Linked DNA regions of Hordeum vulgare: region 2 is linked to region 1. Evidence: chromatin contacts called from public Hi-C data. All regions are on one chromosome and are shown on one strand. Each heading gives the region's core, a stretch centred on a gene start, on an enhancer-like site or on the middle of the called end of the contact. The rest is flanking DNA. Distances are from core to core; before and after follow the strand shown.

Region 1 (5,727 bases), core at 3,052-5,551:
TATATATATATCGATGTGACCCCAAAGGTAGTGGGTTGCTAATATGTAGGGGTCGAGATTGGAGGTTGGTGTGGTTGATCTATATAGAGTTAAAGTTTTGCAAAGTATAAGTCGAGATCATACTATGTTCCGGTCCTATTGTAAAATAAAAGGTGGTCCCTTCATTTTTATATACAAGGCCATTATCAAAATTATAATTTACATATATGCAAGGCCACTAAGAGGATGCTTGGATCCAAGAGACTAAAACTAGTCTGACTAAAACTAGTGTCTTTAAGAGGCTAAAGTTCCAAGCACCCCTGACTAATGAGAGACTAAAACTAGTCTTGAGGCTAAAATCTTTTAGTCAGGGGTACCCCTACTAAAATATGCATTAGTCCTCTCTTTCCTCATTTAACTCCTCATGCAAGTTCTGGATTGGAGAGTTTGGAGGATAATAAATGCTCATTAACTTGATTTTAGTCTCTTTAGTACTTGGATCCAAGCATGGATGAGGCTAGCAAGTTTTAGTCTCATTACTTTTAGTCATGAGACTAAGGCCCTATTTGGAACCACCCAGATTATATAATCCATTTTTTATAATCTATTTTGTCTCCAAACAGGACAACTTATGGTGTAGATTATAAAAACTAGATGGATAGATTATTAAAAACTCATAATCTACTCTATACCAGCTAAAATCAGATTATGGATTGCTAATAACCCATTATCCTTGTAAAGTTGGAGATAATTACATTCCTACCACCGCCATCCTCCTTTTTTTTTAAAACAAAGGGCAGACAGGTCATTATTTGTAAAAACTGGATTACAGTTTATATAACCTTGCGTCCAAACATGTCCACCTAGATTATTTTTATAAACCAGATTATATGATCTATATTCATAATTCAGATTATCACAATCTATTATGGTTCCAAACAGGGCCTAAAACATATCCAAGCACCCTCTAACACTAATCGATGTAATATTGATGGTGTTTGACTAGTGGTATTAAGAGAGGAGGACATTAATTATCCCTTGCATGCATGCAGAAGTGAGATCATTGACTTGATATGGATGAGAAAGAAAAATACATATTAATTTACACGGTAAACAAGAAGACAAGTTATCTTGCAACATTGACTTAGAAGACATTAACTTTTGACTTGATACATGTACTATGGGTTTGTGACCTTGTATATAAAAATGGAGGGAGTATCTAAATTCAGGCTTTAATTCGATGATCCTCGTGTATTTTGGTATATAAGGATTGATGAACCATAAAAACGGTTCATTTAGTGGACGTTGTATCCGGCGTTAGGAGGTGACATGTGTGACCGAAACAATGTGTTTTTATCGGCTCGGCTCATTCCTGCAACCCGCGGCTTTAGTAATAAGCATCGCGTGGCGTGGCGGGCGGCGGAGGAGTCGTCAGCGAGGACCTCTTCTCTTCTCATGCTCCAATAGCATGTAGAAGAGAGACCCTTATAAAGGATTCCAACTTCCTCTCCACTAGTAAGGTGGGACTAAACTTTTCACTACCCTTTTATCATACCACCATTAACATGGGCCCTTGAAATTTCCAAAATTGTCTCATGGGCCTAAGGCCCACTACAGATTTGAACATCATATGGATCCAGAAATTGAGCAAACACAACAACAACATGGACGTGAGAGGTGGTGTCTGGCCCACGCCACTATCTTTGGGCGTGTTTGGTCGCAATGTACGAAAATACCTGCATTGCATGTTTTGCTGAGTAGAGCCTGATTGGACAGAAACAAGCAATGCTAGACCTACGGAAAACTACGTAAGTTTACGAAGGATTAGCCAGTTGGCCTTTATTTATTGGAGATAAGAGAGCAAGGGGGACCCACCCCCGTTGAAATGGGGGAGGGGGGAGGAGAGAGGTTTTGAAGGAAGGTTTAGTAGCAGTTTTGTAACAGGTTTCGTAGGTCTAGCATTTTTGGGATAGAAGCAGGGTAAAAACCCAACATCTATACCTCGCTTGGTTGCTTGCATCGAGGCTGTCTGCATTAGAGGATCGGTTTAAACACGTTGTTTGGTTGTCTATATTGACTCGGCACATGCAACTACACTCTGTCTAAGACTTAGCAGGCACCCATATCACACAGAGCAATGCTACATCTACGTAAATGTTTACGTACGTTTACGTAATAGTCTGACTTGGCAATAACTGATTGGATTAAGAGGAGGATGAGGCCCACCCACTTCCGAAAATAGGGGGGCATGTTTAGATTAGTTGGAAGGTTTAATAAACTTATGTAGGCTTTAGTAGTTCTAGCATTTTCGTATCACACACAGTGACATGACGGTTGCTATGAATGATGGTGAGGACACAAGCAACTAGTTTGCCGCGTCGTCGTTGGACTCGGAGCCCAGGCCACTGTCCACCGCCGCGGGCTCGCCTGTGCGGCACGCCGGCCTCTTCGGGTCGACGAGCAAGCCTCCCACCGCCGTGGCGAGCAGTGCCTCCAAGAGAAGCAGCAACAAGTACCACCGATTCCTGATGGCGCTTTTGGAATAGACCTGAACCCCATGGGCCACGACGAGGCAACAGTCGATGCGTCAGCGGCCAGCATCGGCCAAGTGCTCCGCGCGCGGCCACTGCATCGGATCGGCCACGCCGTAGGCCTTGCCTTCGGGCCGTTCTTCTAAGCCCTCCGAGGGTGGGCGGTGGGGATAGTAGGAGTACTTCCCCTTCCTCAGTCGGAGTGGGGGTGGAGGAGGCGCTGGCGGCGTGGACGTATCGGTTCGGGGCGAGGCGGTGGCGCCTCCCCACGCAGCATTCCTCGGAGTCGATGGGCCCCTCGGGCTTGTTGTTGACGTCGGTGCTGGCCATCATAATGTATGGATCGGGAGATCGGTCGGTCACGCGGGGGTGGAAGAGGAGCAGCACAAGGAACAGGTGGTGAGCAGGTCCCAAAGCAGCAACAGAGAAGACTCCAATCCTCGCATCGTCGACGTCCGTCGACCTTCGGCTCGCCGTCGATGTCCGACGCCACCTGTCGGACCCCTCCCTACCACGCCGCCCAGCCTTCATGCATGTCGTCCCAGTGCCCTACCTCGCCCGGACCCGACAAGGGGAGATGCTTCCGGTGCGCTCCGTCCCGGCGAGGACGCGGCCTCCTGCCTGCTTCGCCCGAGCCCATGCCCCATGGAAGAGCTCCTCTGCCTCGCGTCCGAGCAGCCGCTCCTCCTCGTGTCGCATCACTGGCGTGCCCCTACGAGCTACGACACGTCGCCGTTCCTCGGCCCGCCCCTCTCCCCTCGTTCTCCTCTCAACCCCATGCTTCTTCTCCCTCCTCTCTGATCTTCTCCTTCTCTTTTGTGCTCACAACCACACATGATGCCATGGTCACCACGGAACGTCACTGCGCCTCTACGGTTGATGAAACTAGGAACCCGTTGTGTGAATGGAACCATGGCACTAGTGGAAAACGGGCCTTTGGCCGGGACCCTTTAGTCCCGGCCTGCCTTTGGGCCGGGACTAAAGGCCCAGCCACGTCGCCTCAATTCTCAATGCCTCCCTTGAGGCTTTAGTCCCGGTCCGTAAGGAGCCTTTAGTCCCGGTTCGTGTCCCAAACCGGGACTAAAAGGCTACGCGGGACATCAATGTGTACATGCATATTTTACTTTTCTTTAGAATTCACACCCATGAACATTTATAAAAGACTGAGTTGGTACTTTATCTTGAGATAGATGAAGTTGTTATAGAAGTCTTCGTAGTCAACGGAAATGTATTCTTCACTGAATTTACATTATCGAAAGGTCTGAAATAAATGCAAAATAGTATGAGCATCAATATCAAAGCTACGACTTAATTTTTTGATGAGTAAAGGATATGAATGTCGTCTTAACCATCTAACCAAAGCTTGGTCCGTGCTACTCAAGGGTTAGTGACGTACTCGTCGCCAACATTACCGAGTAGAGTATGTGTGAGACACTATGGCCCGGACAACATGAAAGGTACCCGCTGCATTGACTCCCCCTCCAAGCCATCCAACCCGCTCAGACCGACAAAACCGACATTTCACAAGCTGTGCTGCCGGGTGCCAGCTCGCGCCCAGGACCGACCCAGATGGCACTGCGGGCCCTACTTGCCAGTGACCTAAGCTAGTTGTGTAATTATTCATAACCCTTACAGCCGTGCCGCATGCCCGCAACCTCCTTGGAACAGTTCAGACTACCAAATCCCAGCTCGTTCCTCGTGGACCCGTTGCCGCCCGAGCCCATGGCACGGTGAGAGACCAAGGTCTGAAAGCCCGTGTGGGACCGAAGACGCGTGAGCCGGTGGCGGACGCATTAGATCCGGAAGCGCAGGACGAGGGCCCGGAGCCACCGTCGCTCCCCACCAACGGGATCGAGCCCATCCTGTCCGGCGACAAGGAGGATGGCGATGACACCGCCACGGTCTCCTTCCTGTCTCATCCGCCACCGCCACTAACGCCGCCATCGCCGCATGCGGCAATGTGGAGAAGTCGTTCCCGGCGGCCACGGACCTGCTCCACATCTCCTACAGCCAGGACGGTTGCTGCTTCGCAGCGGGGAGCAAGACGGGCTTCCGCCTCTACACCGATGTGAATGAGTGAATGACTTAGATCAGTTGTAATGGGACTATAATAAGTATCATGCATACCGACTAGACAATTTTGCTAAAAAATTCCTTGTTTTTATGTGTCATGCATGAGAATATGATACTAGCATCTTTTCTTTCTTCAACTAATGCCATGACATTGCACCAATATGCCTAGTTAGGATTTTATGAGGCAACGTGATATTACATATGATACCCCGACTATGAAAGGTCTAAAATAGTAAGTTAGGATACTATGCAGGACAAGGATAATGTCATATGCATGATAATAGTTTATGATACTCTTCGCTACACGCAGAGATAACAAGAGCAACAACATAGGCATGGGAGGTGGTGCCCTGCCCACGCAATTCTCTTTGCCATCGGCGGCGCGAGCCATGTTCCGACCATATATGCTGGCCACCATATTTTTTTCTTTGGAGAGAAGATCCACAGTGGGAGGGCAATTGGATGCAACTAAGTACCAAACTACACGCGCCGACAACAAGGGTATCATCATAATTGTATGTCATAGGAACACCCAAGGGAGGAGAATATCACATGCTCCCGTGACCCCACGTTTGGAAAATCAAATTTTCATCTTTAAAAAAAAGTGATTTTTTTGTGGATGTTCATAAGACGTATACAACCCTAAAAAATTCAAATTCAAATTAAAAATACACATAGAAAAATATGTGAGTAGTGTTGTTTTTGCCTCTCTTTTTTGAGACACCATTCATGCTGAATTTGTCATTTATATCGTCAAGCTTAATTCACGTGGGCTTTATTTTGTTTCTAAATTGACATTTAGCTTTGCCAGTAAGTAGCTACAAAAAATAAAAGGACCAAAAAGACCACGGACAACACCACTGTTCTACGAAAAAAAATACAACGAATAAGTGCCCCCTTTGAGATAGGGAAGAGCTTGAGAGCAAAGATAGTCCCAAGGCATACATTTGCTTTTCATCGACGTGCAGCTCCTAGTCTCTTTCCGAAACGATGTGTCATCGTCGCTGTTCCTTCAGCCTAGCTATAGTTCATGCCACGATGGCCGTAATTAGGTCATTCACACCAGTCGTGGCACGGCGTGAATGAACACATTTCTGTATGCCTCCTATTCCAAACGTGCTATACGTGTCTAAATCCTAAATCT
Region 2 (6,105 bases), core at 1,691-4,190, 56 kb before region 1:
GCAAAGTGAACCTATTTGATCCTAGAACTTGCTCCTCTTGTGCAGTTTTAGTCCACAGCGAATCACAGGGCGCCAAGTGGACAGAGTGGGGCAGGGTTGGTGGTTTTGCAAAGTAGCCCTTCCATTTGTCAGTTATTAGGGTATGGATGGTGAAAACATAGTTTTTATTATTTGGAAAGACTTGGTGAGTTGAGTACCTGCTTTAAAAAATAATAATGCAGAGGCTGGAGACCATTTTTTTTTGCAAGTAGCTGGTGAGCATTGCGTCATTTGCCTAGCATGCTAATATTGGTACAGTCGTACTTCTTTTTGCTTTCGAATAAAATGAGCTTCTTGGCCCTAGATCATCCCCAACCACAAGTCTTATAGTTTAGGACCTAGCTTACGCAAAAACTACTACATCGGCTGACACTAAAATGACAGTTTCAAAAACCATCATTACAAATTACTCAAAATTAACACTTCAGGCTTCATAAGACCTGTGGATACCCGAAGCACTCAACTCATAACTCATAAGTCAGAACATTGCCAAGAAATCAACCATGAATTATGTCGTCCTTCGTTTTCCATACCCACACCACTATATGTGAAAGGATAATATGATGAAATGCAACTTAATCTCCCCGAATGGATGAGCAAATTTAGTCGAAGTCACCACTTCATTCACTGTTTTGTCTACTGTCTGCAAACGTAATATATTGAAACTTCCCTTGATATACTTGGTTATTCCGTATATGGAGGATAACCAGGCTGGGCACATTAATCTTGCACCAGAAACGTATTGTATGTCATTTTTATTCACTTTTCAGGCATATTGAAAATAATGTTTCTCTGATTTTATTTATAAAATAGCAATTTGTGTCGGGCAAGAGTTGTGCTCTTCCTGTTATTATTCATCAGGTCACAATTCATTTGGAATCAAAGAAGTGGTCTCTCCTGACTTCAGATTAATCAACCGCCGCGATAACATGAGAACGCATGATCTCAACAAAAGGCTCATAGTTGATAGTTCTTATTAAGCAATTAAAATAGAATGCCATTAGCTTGGTTGCCACTACAATTCATCACTTCTGTTGGTGCTTTAATATGAAGATTGGACTTGAATAAATTTATTTGTTGTTTGCAGTGGTTTCATACTAGGAAAAATATTGTTTTAGCTGGATAGTGAAAACACAATTTTCTACTATTTGAAAAGACTTACTGAGTTGAGTACATGCCTTTTAAAAAATTAGTGCAGAGGCTGGAGACCTTTTTCCTTTTTTTAAGCAAGTAGGTGGTGAGTCTTGCATCATTTGGCTCGCATGTTAAAATTGCTATAGTCCCTACTTATTTCCAAATAAAATGATTTTCTTCGCCCCAGATCAGCCTCCGATCACAAGCCTTACAGTCAAGGACTGAGCTTACAAAAAAACTACTACAACAGCTTAAACTAAAACGACATGTTCAGAAACCATCATTACAAAGTACTTGCTCATTACAAAGACCAGCATCAGCTGAACACTGAGAAACAGACCAAACTAACTTAACAATAGCATAGAAGTATGACTGACTTCCATCAACCATTCTCCAGCCGGAGCATCGTAGCTCCCCATCCTTATTAGTCATATTATTTTTGACAACACCTTCTTTTGTCAGTAAAAACATACATCTGTGAAGATGGCCCACAGTGGAAACGTGACTTGTGTAACTGTTATGCCTGGATCCACATTTTTTGGATATGATGATTGATGATCTTCACAATCACGATTTCTTAAGCTATCCATTACTTCTGTGCTTCTCTTGCTTGTTCAAAATCCAAAATCGTAATTGCATGGTTCTGTTTTACACATGCGACATAAGAGTGTATGTATGTTTATTTTTGGATATGATGATCTTCACAATCATGAGTATGTAGGCATGGCTTGCAATGTTAAATACCTAGTTAAATTTTATGTTTATGCAGGCTCATGAGGATGTCGTTGAAGATGTTGCTTGGCACCTTAAGGATGAAAACCTATTTGGATCTGTTGGCGATGACTGCAAGTTCATGATGTGGTACTTGCGTACAAACAAACCAGAACAATCTATAGTTGCGCACCAAAAGGAAGTAAGCATGCTTTAATTGATAGTTGTTGAGCTAAATGTTTTTTCTGTGTTGACGGGAACATAGCTGCAGTACTACAGTTTGTTCTATGCTCACTTTTTGCTCAGCTAAATGTTTTTCTGTGTCTGAGTGGAGTATAGCTGCAGTACTAGAGTTTGTTCTAAGCTCAACTTTTACCATAGTGGGAAGATCTTTTCTTTGTGCAAGCATCCTTACTGAAAAAGATGGAACCTATTTGGGTCCATTAGTGATGACTGCAAGCTCATGATGTGGGACTTGCATATGAACAAACAGGAACGATCTATAGGTGCTCATTAAAAGGAAGTTAGCATGCTTTGAGCAAGAGCTACTGAGCTAAATGTTTTTCTGTGTCGAGGGGAACATAGCTGCACTATACTCATTTTTTTGTGAGCAAGACCTTTGCTTTATGTACCGGAGTGGTATGTGAAGCCTGTTTTCTGAAGTTGCAATGATATACTTATTCCTTGTGTCTCGCTTCTTTCAAAAAATTTACCATCAGATTTTTTTTTGGTGGGGCACCATCAGTTTCTTTGTGTGACTGTCCCTGATCTGGCTTGAGCGGAACATACCCTAATAACTGACAAATGGAAGGGCTACTTTGCAAAACCACCAACCCTGCCCACTCTATCCACTTGGCGCGCTGTGATTCGCTGTGGACTAAAACTGCACAAGAGAAGCAAGTTCTAGGATGAAATAGGTGCACTTTGCAAGTTCCAGGATCAAACCATCACATTATGTGTAAGTTGTAGGATCTGAGGTGCTATTACCTCATAAGTAAACTAACCAGTAGTTCCATCTTAAAGATTCCCGGCTGTCAGATTTAAAAAAAAAAAGGACTCCCGGCTGCATACTACTGCCTCTGCTAGTCTGCCCTCACTCTCAGTGCTCTGCTCCACCCACCCGCCGCCACTGCTTCTCCACTGGATCTGATGGAAGAAGCTTCGCTGGAGGCCGCGATTGGGTGGCTGGTGCAGGCCATCTATGCCATCCTCCTAGCTGGCGGCGAGCTCGATGCTTGGATTCGCCGGGCTGGGCTCGCGGATGACATCGAGAGGCTCAGATCCGAGGTCGAAGGAGTCGAGATGGTGGTCTCTGCTGTCAAGGGGAGAGCGATCGGGAACAAGCCGCTAGCCCGATCACTCGCTCGCATCAGGGAGCTGCTCTACGGCGCGGAGGATCTGGTGGACGAGCTCGACTACTTGAGGCTCCAGCAGCAGCTGGAATTGGAAGGAGGTAAGCGTGTCCCCTAGATCCATCCAACTGTGGCCCCGTCGCTGCAGAATAGTTCACCATTCAGATCACCACCCTTCTCCGGTGACCTCGCCGGCGCTAAGTTTTTTCTTTTTTTTGAATGCCTACTGTGTTGATTTTTCGGAAATCAAGCACTCCACCCGTTCCTTTTACTCCGGGTACTATGTTTGTTAAGTTTGACCAAATTTATATTAGGTTAGAAGATATCACCACCCACAATACCAAATAAATACACCATGAAGATTTACTGCTTGATCGATCTAATGATGTTAATTTGATATATTCTGAATGTTAACTTGGTCAAACTTCAAAATTCTGACTTAAGAAAAAACATAGTATGCGAAATGAAAAGAAAATGAGGGAGCACAAAGTATATAGAGTAAATAGCTCAAGAGTTAAATTTCCGTTCATTCACAAAAAAAAAAGAGAGTTAAATTTTTGTTCCATATTTTCTTTTGGTACAGGCACAAGGCATGACCATGACGAAACAGATGCACATGGATCACTGCAAGTGGAGAGATCGACTGAGAGTAGCAGTGTTGACAGATTACGGTCCGAGTCCTGGGGACACTTTGATATCGAGGAGTTTGCTGGAAATGGAGGGCCTGTCAGAGCAATATGTAAGCACTGCGGTGTAGTGGTTGAGTGCACAACTGACAAGGGGACACCTATTTTGCGCAAGCATCTCAAGAGTAAAAGTTGTAAGAAGAAACGTGGAGCAAGTGACCTTTCAAGGTAACTGAGAAATTTATATCTTCATGGGTCGCCAGCACATTTTAAGACTCTCCTGTATACATCTATGGTGGTTCTAACAGCCAATCCATCATCTTTTTCTCTTATTGCAGCACTGGTGATGCTACTGCAAGTACTCCTTCTACTGCAACTGATGGTATTTCATCCACCAGAAACATGAGAGGGGTTGGGGTTGAGGAGCCAAAACACGGCACCACATCTGACACATACACTTGGGACAAGAACAACTTTTCCAATAGGATAAAAGACATAACTCATCAGTTGCAAGGCATCCGAGGAGATGTGAGAGAGGCTCTGATGATACTTGGGTCAGACTCTAGCGCAAGTTCAAATCACCATGTAGAACATCCACACCGTAGAACATCAAGTCTTGTTCAGGGAAAAGTTTATGGGAGAGATCATGAAAAGGGAAAAATCATACAGCTTATAAAAGGACACAAATCATCCAGCACTGTAACTGTTCTGACTGTTTTAGGCATTGGTGGTGTTGGGAAGACAACCCTTGCTCAACTGGTATACAACGATCCATCTGTGGAAAGTCAATTTGACCACAGAATATGGATTTCGGTGTCCAAGAAATTTGATGAAACGAGAATCTCAAGAGAGATATTGGATTTTGTCTCCCAAGGAACACATGAAGGGATGTACAGCTTTGCCAGGCTTCAGGAGGTCTTGAAAGGTTATATTAAATCAAAGAGGGTTCTGCTTATTTTAGATGATGTCTGGGATGACATGAATGATTGCCAGTGGAACCAGCTATTCGCCCTTTTCAAATCTGGCAATGCAAAAGGCAATATCATACTTGTGACAACTAGAAAACCAACTGTTGCAAAAAGGAGAGGTACGGTTGAACCAATTAACTTACATGGTTTGCAAAATGATGTTTTTTGGATATTGTTTAAGGCTTGTGTCTTTGGTGATGAGAACTGTGAAGTGGAAGGTAGTCTTAAGATCTTGGGACGGCAAATCATAGAAAAGTTGAACGGAAACCCACTAGCTGCAGAAACTGCAGGGGCACTACTAAGAGAGCATCTTACCATTGATCATTGGAGTAACATTTTGAAGAGCGAAGATTGGAAATCCCTGCAACTCAGAAGAGGCATTATGCCTACTTTGAAGCTTTGCTATGATCAACTGCCCTACCATTTACAACAATGCTTCTCATATTGTGCTATATTCCCTTGCGATTACCGGTTTCTTGCTGAGGAGATAGTTCGTATTTGGATTTCACTGGGATTTGTGAAGTGTAGTCATTCAAGTATGAGATTGGATGAGATAGGACGGCTCTATCTGGCTGATTTGGTGAACCTGGGGTTCTTTCAGCAGATTGAAGGAGTCCACTCTTCAAGCAGTCAAACTACTTATGTTATGTATGGTCTTATGCATGATTTCGCAAGGGTAATTTCAAGAACTGAGTGTGCAACTTTGAATGCTCTAGAATGCAATGAGATTTCATCAACTGTACAACATTTGTCAATAGTAACTGATCCTATATATTGGCACAAAGAGAAGTTTGAGGAGATATTGCGGAAAACAGTTAAAAATTTGAGATCGTTGGTCTTAATTGGGCATTTTGACTCCCAACTGTTCCAACAAATACTTGAAAAGGCACACAATTTGCGTCTGCTGCAAGTGTCTGCAACTGTTCGTTCTCATTCCCTCCCATGTGGTTTGGTAAATCCTACTCATCTTCGGTACCTAAACCTTCAGGTTTCTCATGTTTGGCAAGGAGATTTACCTCAAGCTTTGAGCAAGTTTCTCCATCTTCAAGTATTAGAGGTTGGTTTATGTCGTGGTACTTCGTTTGCCTCTGGGCAGATGGTTAATATGGAGGGTTGTGGCGAAAAGCTTATATTTCTATCTCTGGAAAGACTTCTGTTTCTTACGACGCTCAAGTTGACCAACATGCGAAAAATAAGACAAGTATCAGTTCCGTCATTGCAGGAGCTGATTTTGGTTGAAATGCCAGAGTTGGAGAGATGTACCTGTACTTCCCT

Evidence for each region. Hi-C and Micro-C count contacts between places; a contact is called where the count stands out from the background.
Region 2: a Hi-C map of leaf shows a contact between it and region 1, with 4 times the contacts expected there. The contact joins two enhancer-like sites. A contact is called at or near these places in 4 of 6 Hi-C or Micro-C datasets (leaf, seedling and an unstated tissue).

The regions. Positions count from the first base shown.
Region 1 is chr3H:583,788,600-583,794,326 of MorexV3_pseudomolecules_assembly, reverse strand. No RefSeq gene overlaps it. Among protein-coding and RNA genes, the nearest start is that of LOC123445353, 24 kb to the right of the region's middle. Within about 2 kb of position 4,301, at least 2 of the 3 cell types and tissues checked have open chromatin away from gene starts, as enhancers often do. A contact at or near this core is called in leaf and seedling, where this site is marked.
Region 2 is chr3H:583,842,711-583,848,815 of MorexV3_pseudomolecules_assembly, reverse strand. It overlaps the pseudogene LOC123442099. Among protein-coding and RNA genes, the nearest start is that of LOC123442100, 45 kb to the left of the region's middle. Within about 2 kb of position 2,940, at least 2 of the 3 cell types and tissues checked have open chromatin away from gene starts, as enhancers often do. A contact at or near this core is called in leaf and seedling, where this site is marked.